Linked DNA regions of Mus musculus: region 2 is linked to region 1. The links are chromatin contacts, called in public Hi-C maps. All regions are on one chromosome and are shown on one strand. Each heading gives the region's core, a stretch centred on a gene start, on an enhancer-like site or on the middle of the called end of the contact. The rest is flanking DNA. Distances are from core to core; before and after follow the strand shown.

Region 1 (4,650 bases), core at 1,419-3,918:
AAGTCTATAAGCTAAGAGTAAATATCTAAATAGAAAAAGAAAAATGTTTGCATCTGTCATGGCAGATTTCATTGCACTGAAGAGTTAAATTTCTTTTTAGCACAAGAGAAATACTTCACTTCCTTTTTTTAGTCTACTGTGTATCTAAAGAACCCCCATCTGTTAAGAACTGATCCAGCAGGCATGGCTGTTGCTTCAGAGTCCACACTGGTTCCACATTCAAATCAGTTTCTAGCTCGTGAGAGACCTACTGCCTCATATCAGGCTACATTGTGCATACAAGTAAGCACAGAAATGCCGTTACCACAGCATCTAAAGTAACAAATCCTATTGGCCTCAGAAAAACGGAAACACTCAAAATGTGTGTGTTCTTTAAATATACATAAATTGAGTAGCAGCTAATATGTTAATATTGTTCCTTGAGATGGCCCAGCTTTTCTTCTATAAAAAAAAAAAAAGAAGAAGAAGAAGAAGCAATAAAAATAATTATCTTTAAGAAGCAAGGTAAAACTACCTCTCACCGCTGCCACCACCACCCCCGCCCCCAGAAAATCCCATTAGTGTTTTGAAAAGAACTGGTTACACCTATAGGATGACAATCTCACAAACTTACACTGATTTTTGTGGTGACTTATTTGACGGAGTTTTGCATTCAAGCTGCAATACATACAGAGAAGCAATGGCAGGTGACCTAGCTTTGAGTTGACACACTAGCAAAAAGAAGACAAAAAGTACTCCAACTTTTCCACGAATTTCAAAGGTGCAAAAACAACAGAGTTATCTAATCCACGTCTCAGGGTACCACTGCCACAGCAGCAGTTTTCTTTCAATTTTCCAAAGGCACCAAACAGAAATAATTGCTTCTCTGAAAAGTCAGACCTCATGAGTGTTATAAAAATCCCCAGCAAGCATTTTTCTTTATATTCCTGCGACTTCACACCAAATACAATGGTCAACTGACTGTTACTGACTCACACCTTGCCTTCCCAAACCCAGCCTTACTGAATGTCAAAGGCTAGACAATGCAGAGGAAGCCGGGTTTTTAAGAAGCTTTGCTGAAGAAAGGCAAAACCAAAAACAAAAGAAATGCATTTGCAAAGCGCAAAAGCCATGACCTAGCCTCAATTATGCTCTATTTTGGCTCTTCCTCTCCTTCTGCTGGACCAAGTCATCTTCAACATTGTTTAGGTTCTCTGTAGCTAGCGCAGAACATTAAGTCATACACACTTCTGCAGTAACTCTCTTACCATGAAAGGAGCCAAAACCTAGGCTGCCTTTCAAATCTTTCTTCTGGTCTTTATCCTCAAGCCACCGCAACCATAGAAACCAACCTGTAAGATCCGGTGCCCCCCTTACATTTTAACACCTTCTGCGCCCCACACCCGTAAAGGTAAGAGATCAGCATATCTGGAGAGATACTACAAAGAGGTGAAGATTGCCTAGAGATGGAGGTAGGGGTGAGTACAGGCACAACACGCTCCATCACTGCCACGGAATGTATTTAAAGACAGATGCAAAATCTGCATCATTCGTCGTCCTCCCTGGAAAACCCAGCACCCCAGCTGCTCAAGTTGGAACCAGTGCGCTTCTCCCATTTCAGGAGCACGGGAGGGGGTGGGGGCTGGGGCGCTTGGGGGGACTCGGGCTCTAGGGGCCGGGCTGTCACCCTCTCAGAGCCACAACACGGACAATTAAGAGATGGGGAGAAGAAACTCCCAAAGGACCTGAGGGCCGCTTCACACCTCCACTCACGGCCCAGGCCCTAAGGACCGACCACTCGTCGGAAGTGCCGGGTTGAGTTGGGCACCGCGCGGGTGACAGGAGGGAGGTGGCGCGGCCGTGGCTGCGCGCGGGCGGGCGGGCGGGCGGACGGACAGGAGGCTGAGGGACGCGGGGAGGCAGGGCGCGGACGCCCGGGGTTGGGAGGGGGGGCGCTTACCAGGTTGAGCACGGTCTCCACGATGTCCCTGTTGCTGACCTCGCCGACCTGTATGAGTCCGATCAGAACGGCGAATTTCATACGGATGTTGCGGATCGGCACCGAAGGGTTGATCATGCCCGCCGGCAGCACCACCGGGCCGGAGCCGGCCGCCCCCCGAGGCTCCCCCATGGCGCCTCCGCCGCCTGCACCGCCGCCGGCCCCGACGGCCAGGAGCGCGACGGGCTGCGGCTCGAGCCCCGGGCCCGGCTTGTCGCTCGCCATCCGCCCCGCTGCTGAGGAGCTGTGCAGCGCCGCCGCGCCGCCTCCGCCGGTTCCGTTATCCCCGCCGCGGCCCCCGCCCCCCGGCCGGCGCCTCGCAGCCCCAGCATCCACCAGCGCCGCGGCGCCGGGCCCGCTCCCGTCCGCGCCTCAGCCGGGCCCGGCAGCCGTGCGCGGCGCCTCGCCGACCGCCTCCGGGGACAGCCTCAAGGGTCGCTTCCGAGGTCTCCTCCCGGGCTTGCCGCAGCTGTCTCCCCAGCGAGCTCACGGTCCGCCTCAGCGCTCGCCTCACGGAGCTCCTCGCAGATCGCCTCGGCGCTCTCTGCACCGATCTCCCCGGCTCGCTACCGCCGGCCCGGCCCCCCGCGAGGATGCCGCCTCGTCTCGCACGGCCCTCCGCCCTCCGCCGGGGGCCAAAGCTCGGGCCGCTGCCACCGGCGCCGCTGTTGTTGTGAAGCCCCGACGCCGCCGCTCACTCCGCCATGTTGCCGCCCCCTGCCTGCGGTAGCGGCCACTGCGCCTGCGCGCAGCTTGGGGGGGGCGGAGTCCTCGCTGCACCCCCTCTTTCTCCCGGCGCTCCTCCTCCGCATCCCTCACCCCTCGTCCCTCCCCCACGCGCTGGGACCGGGCCGACAGGTGAGCAGGTGCGCGGGGAGGAGTCGCGAGGGGAAGGACAGGGCTCGCCCGTCCGCTCTCCTTCCCCCTCGGCCTCGCCGTGCGGGCCACGTGCGGTGAGTGGAGGGCCACCTGCTCCCGGCCGCCTTTGCCTCCTCCTGGTCCACCTTGGGTCCGCGGCCCCACCTCGCTGCGGGGGTCTGGAGACAGGCCCAATGTCGCCGGGCTCTTGCCACAGCCCGTGGAGAGGCTGACACCTGCTCACACGGGCGCGGCTTAAAATAGATGCTGTCAAACCGGGAGCCTCTCTGCCAAGCTAGTTCTTGAACTCGCCTCCCTGACTACCCTCATGAGGTGGTTGGGTAGGTGCAGCAAATCCCCTGCTAGAAATCCCCAAAGATCCTCAGGTATGATGCCAGTGGGTGGGTGATCTCCCTTTTCCATAGGCGTATGAGGTTCACAAGAATTGTATGAATTATCAAAATACATTGGAGGTCCTCACGACCAGCCTTAGTCCGTGAGAAAATTTCAATTGAAAACATTATAACACGCACATGGCAATATCTCTGATGGCACTGAGTTAAAACCACGTAAGTATGACTGGTGGTTTCTTCCTTGACATCAAGGATATAGTTTCTTTAATATTTCAAGTGGTCAGCCCTTTTCGATAAAGACATATTGCCAGTCACCAGAAACATTAGAAATCCTAAGGTGTATTCAAATCATTTAAATTGTCATCCCAAACAAAGAAATGGTCAGTATACAAATGAATCATAATGCATAATTTATTACTATTCATCTTCTTTGACTGGTAACTCCCATGATACAGGATCTTATAAACATTTCAAAAGTACCATAGGGCAAACTTTCTTAATACCTGTATTTTCAATTAGTTCTTGGTTATATGTTTATTAGTGGTACAAACTCCCACTGAATTGATTAATTTTTTAAAGTAGTTGCACAAAAGTACCTGAAAAAAGTGGTAAATTGGTATGTCTATTTAAACAAAATAGTAATGGAATTATAACATGCTTACATCATTAAAACTGCTTGAGGAATTTGCAGAGCCTTAAGACTTCAGAGTTTGGCAATTAAGAATTCCAGTGATACTAGATGGTTGTGGAGCAAGCCTTTAACCCCAGCACTAGGGAGGTAGAGGCAAGCAGATCTTTAAATTCCAGGACAGCCCTGTCTACAGATTTTAGTTCCAGGACAACCAGGGCTACACAGAGAAACCCTGTATTAGAAAACAAAAACAATAAAAAGAACTGTGACTTTTAGAACTACCAACAATTTCTGTGCCTGGCTCAGGCAAGCATCATCTAGTTCTATAAGAACTACTTCAGTTGCAAATTTAAAATGCCATATCTCTCTTAAGTTATAAAATCCAAGCTGAAAGGTTATCTTAATCTATATATACACACACACATACATATCTGATGTGTACATATATGAAGTACATATAAATAGATATACAGTAAGTTGTACTTCTTGCTTTATTCTAGACATCTTGAATGAGAGCTTTGAGAGAGACTGACAACCTGATCTTCCCTTTTCCTTTTTTAGTGCATAGCTTGACACCCCTTTGACTGCTCTTAATTTTCTGTTATGTGTCTCAGGCAATAGGTGTGTTCATTTCAGTTTTGTTTTCCTTGTTCGTTTTCAGTTACTGGAGATGAAGAACAGGTAAAGAAAATAATCCCTGCTCAAAGTAGAAAAAGCACACTTTATTAAATTTCAGAAATATTTTTAAGCTTGCTAGTAATGTATTCTGTAGATTATCAGCTCCTTGCCCTCTTTAAAAAAAAAAAATTGGGCATGGTTCTGAATCATCC
Region 2 (4,650 bases), core at 1,208-3,707, 250 kb after region 1:
AGCACCATCTGATATTCTGAGCAAAGCCCGCTTCTCTGATCACCACCTTTACAACTCACCTCTCATGGTGGGCCATGTGGTTTCTATTTTTCACATAAGGTGCCAGATTGCATCCTTTTCTGCTTCAGTCTTTTCAGCTTTTAGGTCATTTTCATAAAGGCCCACCATGGTATTGATTGTGCCAAGTTCATAAATAGTGGAGGACTCAGAAGATAAGCAAAGACAGACTTTGTGAAAATTGTTTCCAATGAAATGTGCTGTTTGTTCTTTCCTATCCCAAATTGTCATAATTATAAAAGTCTGGGAGAATTATTCCCACACATGAGCTGACATCTGGAAAACAAAGCCCTGTTACTATTCATTCAAAGTGCATATGAGAAGCTATTAAAATGAGTAATTTGAAGAACTTGGAAATATTTTAATACTGCACAGGGCAATCAAGCAGATCAGAAGAAGCCAAGAGGTCCTGGGTCATACCTGAGAAGGCGTAACAAGTGAGAATTTCAATAAATCTTAAGAAGTCGTATCTAAATATTTGTATTTCTTGACCTCAGAAGCTTACTTTTGTTCAATACTTCATTTCACTTAATTAGTGAATTAGGAAGAGCAGTGAAAACTAAGCAGGGCAGGTGGACCAGTCGGCAGCTTGAAGATGCCAGAGCAATGGTACTGCTTCATGGTACTTTTGTGGGGTGGGTACCTCCCATTGCACATTTGTCCAGACTGAACACAAAAGTCACAGAATGAACACAAATGAAATGAACTAGAATGTCAGACTTGGGCTTTGATTAGGATGTGTAAGTTGATCATTTGTAACAAGTGTATCTCCTTAGAGAGGGACATAGACAGTATGGGAGACTAAAGGAAGCTCCTTTTTAGTTTTGGCATTTTTGAACAGACTGAGAATTCTCAAAAAAACAGAAAGGTCTTTCTTCCTACTATTTTGGTAAAACAAGCAAGCAAGCAAGCAAGCAAGCAAGCAAGCACGCAAGCAAGCAAGCAAGTAAACAAGAATTTCTAAGTGCCTTGTGTCCAGCATCAAAGGGATAGTTAGCAGAAGTGATTTGTGTATTTGCTAAGAGGGATCTTCAATTTATGTCTTAGGTACCTTCAATGATCAACTTGACACACCTGAGAAGAGGAAACTGTGGCTGAGAAAATGTTTTCATCAGATTGGCCTGTGGAAATGTCTGAGGTTCATTTTCTTGATTGATGATTGTTGATTGACATGGGAGGGCCCAGACCACTGTGGGCGTTGGTACCCCTAGGCAGTAAGCAGAGTTCCTCAGCTGCTTCTTCTTCTGCCTTGCATTCCTGTTGTGACTTTCCTGAACCTGTAATGAAATAATCTCTTTCCTCCACAAAACTAGTTTGGGTCAGTGTTTTTATCACAGTAACAAAAAGCAAATGGAAACACTATGTTTACTACAAAAATTGATAAGGGCATAGATATGTTGACTAGTTTGATTTAGTAATTTCACAATAAGAATTGATTGAAATACTAGATACCTAAACTTTTAAGTATGTACAAATTTAATGTGTCAATTATAACTTAATGAAGTTGGGGGGGGGCATCTTTCTGTGGCTATCTCTCTACTCCCATTATGCTATAAGCAGCACACTGAATCTGAGCAGTGCCTTCTACATTGTTTTAACTCTCCTTAGGCCATTCCTGGTCCATTTTCCACTTTCTACACATATTCAGGACAAAGTGCTGCTAAGCTTCCTGATACAAGTTTCCCTTGCTTCCATCTCTCCACACCTCCCTTAGGCCTTCCTCATTTTACCCTCTGCAGTAGGATACTGGATTCTCTGGAAAGTTTGCTCACATATTTAAGGTCTCATGAATACTCTTCCCCAAACTTTCCAGCCTTTGCCCACTGTCTTTTCTAAATCCTCTGAGTACTTTTAGTTATTTGTTACTCTAGCTCTCATTTGCAGCTACCAAAGTACCAAAATATATAGCCACCGCTACGCAAAAATGATTGCAGGCCTTAGTAGCTGAAGTTAAGAAGCACCTATCTGTTCACCATTTTTGTGGGTCACAAATTGAGACTAACTAGGCTGAGTAGTTTTGGCTTGAAATCACACTGGCTAAAACAAAAATTTGGGATGAAGTCAACTAAAGATTTGACTAATGGCTTCCAAGATGGCTCACTTACAAGAGTATTGGCAGGAAGCCTCAATTTGTCACTGGCTTCTGGCTGGAGTCCTCAGTTCCTCACCATGGGTCTTACTGGCAAGGCTGCTTTTGAGGTTCGTGGCAGCTGACTTCTCACCAAGCAAGTGATTCAAAACAGGAGAAAATTGTAGCTTCAGTTTATCTTCTGACCTAGCCTGAAGCCCTACATTGTCAATTGCACAGTCCCACCCTGGACCACCCTTGTTCAGGATGGGAGGCAACTGCATCAGGGCATGCAGTTCAGAAGGTTCAAAGGTGGCTGTCTTAGCAGCTCACTACTGCCAAGCTCACATTCATTGCAGATGTCTTATTACTAGGGCTTTCCTGATTGGTCAGAGTCATCAGTATGTCCTTGGTGCTCAGTGCTGAGGCTGATATTGTTGCTGTATAGGTATTGTATGCATAAAACACAACACATTGTCTAAGATGAAAAAGCACAGTGCTTCTTGTCATTTTTATTTTATAGAAGACTTTTATGGAACAAATACAGGAAATATAATTTGCCGTCACCATACCTGTTGTCATGATAGCTAAAAGTCACCCAGACTTTGGTAGCAAGCCTTTGGCTAAGTCCCTGGAGTGCTGGACATGTAGACTACAGGTAAAATGCCTTCTTACTAAATGACTGTCTTCTTAGCCTTGCATCATTTCTCTGCCTCTCCTACCTCGTCTTCATTCTCCCAAATATTGTTAGCATCCTTTGTTTCTTGATCTTCTTAAATCATAATGCAAAGAGTATCTAGGGCCCTGTCCTAACTCTAGTTTTATTAAAACATGGCAGAGTAATTTTTGTGCTTAATCTAGAACATCTCCAGAAGCGGGGAACTGAGGTCAATGCTAAGTTTAGGAGCAAAAACTCTTAAATTACTGAACAAGTCATGAATGTTCTCAACCAATAAGGATATCACAATTTTCTCATCTATAACTCTCCTCTGAAGTATCATAATCAACCATAAAATGTGAACAAGACCACTACTGAACATTTTATTTTATTTTATTCCCTCGGTTTTCTTTTTTTTCTTAGATATTCTCTTCATTTACATTTCAAATGCTATCCCGAAAGTCCCCTATACCTTCCCCCCCCCACCCCCGCCCCACTCCCCAACCCACAACCCACCCACTTCTGCTTCCTGGCCCTGGCATTCATCTGTACTGAGGCATATGATTTTTGCAAGGCCAAGGGCCTCTCCTCCCATTGATGGCTGGCTAGGCCATCCTCTGCTACATATGCAACCAGAGACACAAGCTCTGGGGGGTACTGGCTAGTTCATATTGTTGATCCTCCTAAAGGGTTGCTGACCCTTTTAGCTCCTTGGGTATTTTCTCTAGTTCCTTCTTTTGGGGCCATGTGTTCCATCCAATAGATGACTGTGAGCATCCACTTCTGTATTTGCCAGGCACTGGCATAGCCTCACAAGAGACAGCTATATCAGGGTCCTGTCAGCAAAATCTTGCTGGCATATGCAATAGGGTCTGGGTTTGGTGGTTGTATATGGGCTGGATCCCCAGGTGAGGCAGACTCTGGATGGTTCTTTCTTCCATCTCAGCTCCGAATTTTGTCTCTGTAACTCCTTCCATGGGTATTTTGTTCCCCATTCTAAGAAGGAGTGAAGTATCCACACTTGGGTCTTCCTTCTTCTTGAGTTTCACATGTTTTGCAACTTGTATCTTGGGTATTCTAAGTTTCTGGGTTAATATCCACTTTTCAGTGCATACATATCATGTGTGTTCTTTTGTGATTGGGTTACCTCACATTTTAAAATCATTTTTAATCATGTTTCTTTGATGCAAAGGACACTGCATTGAAAGTATCCACATTCAGGATCTACTATCTCCTTCTTCACCTCATGAACATTAAATACAACACAATAGATTCGTGTGGATGAAAGTTGGAAGGAGGGCCAGAAATGTGTAGTATTGCTTGGATCCCTTACTGTCTGCCATTTAAAACACAATAGCTCAATGAAGGTGAAGATGTTGCTATGGGGTTACAAGTTGGGAAACATGAGTTGTTTTCAATTGTCTGGTCACACCTGATCCATCTCTGAGTCTTTGAATGGATACAGATTCCCATATTCATGCACCATAGAGTCTCTAAACTGAGGCCATACCACAGAAAATAGACACCCTATGGCAGTTTTAAACTAGCCATAACAACTGCATAGACTATAGGTTTCAAACACAAATCTTATTATTTTTTTAAGTGTTCAGATTTTAAATTACATCTCAGATACAAACTACATAGTTTAGAATGGGGTAATTCAAAAGCCACATAATTGTTAGGAATAAAATTGACAACGAGGGAGACTGTGACTTAAGATTTGGCCACCTTTATTTTGGGTTGTCTTTGAAACATTTAAATCAGAGGGTTACCAGGTTTTCAGTCTTCCTGAGAGACATCATGCGGGTGAACTGGGGTAGCATCATGAATGGATCCACAGATCTTGTGGAAGCATATAGGTTGTAGA

What was found. A called contact is a pair of places that touch in the nucleus more often than the background predicts.
Region 2: a contact with region 1 is called in a Hi-C map of cerebellum, with 2.4 times the contacts expected there. The contact joins the enhancer-like site here to the promoter of Nbea in region 1. A contact is called at or near these places in 6 of 39 promoter capture datasets (the 3T3-L1 cell line, 3T3-L1-derived adipocytes, the SN4741 cell line and 2 more), 9 of 484 Hi-C or Micro-C datasets (cerebellar granule neurons, cerebellum, mammary gland and 5 more) and 5 of 115 datasets of contacts at active chromatin or transcription factors (astrocytes, embryonic forebrain, forebrain and 1 more).

Annotation. Positions count from the first base shown.
Region 1 is chr3:56,181,033-56,185,682 of GRCm38.p6, forward strand. It overlaps Nbea (neurobeachin), which reads right to left and starts at 2,669. Exons shown (of 58, transcript NM_030595.1): 1 at 1,940-2,669. The coding sequence starts at 2,203.
Region 2 is chr3:56,431,489-56,436,138 of GRCm38.p6, forward strand. It overlaps Gm32177 (a long non-coding RNA gene), which reads right to left. Exons shown (of 3, transcript XR_375684.2): 3 at 4,513-4,650. Among named protein-coding and RNA genes, the nearest start is that of Gm32177, 4.9 kb to the right of the region's middle. Within about 2 kb of position 2,458, at least 4 of the 459 cell types and tissues checked have an H3K27ac peak or open chromatin away from gene starts, as enhancers often do. A contact at or near this core is called in 3T3-L1-derived adipocytes and cerebellum, where this site is marked.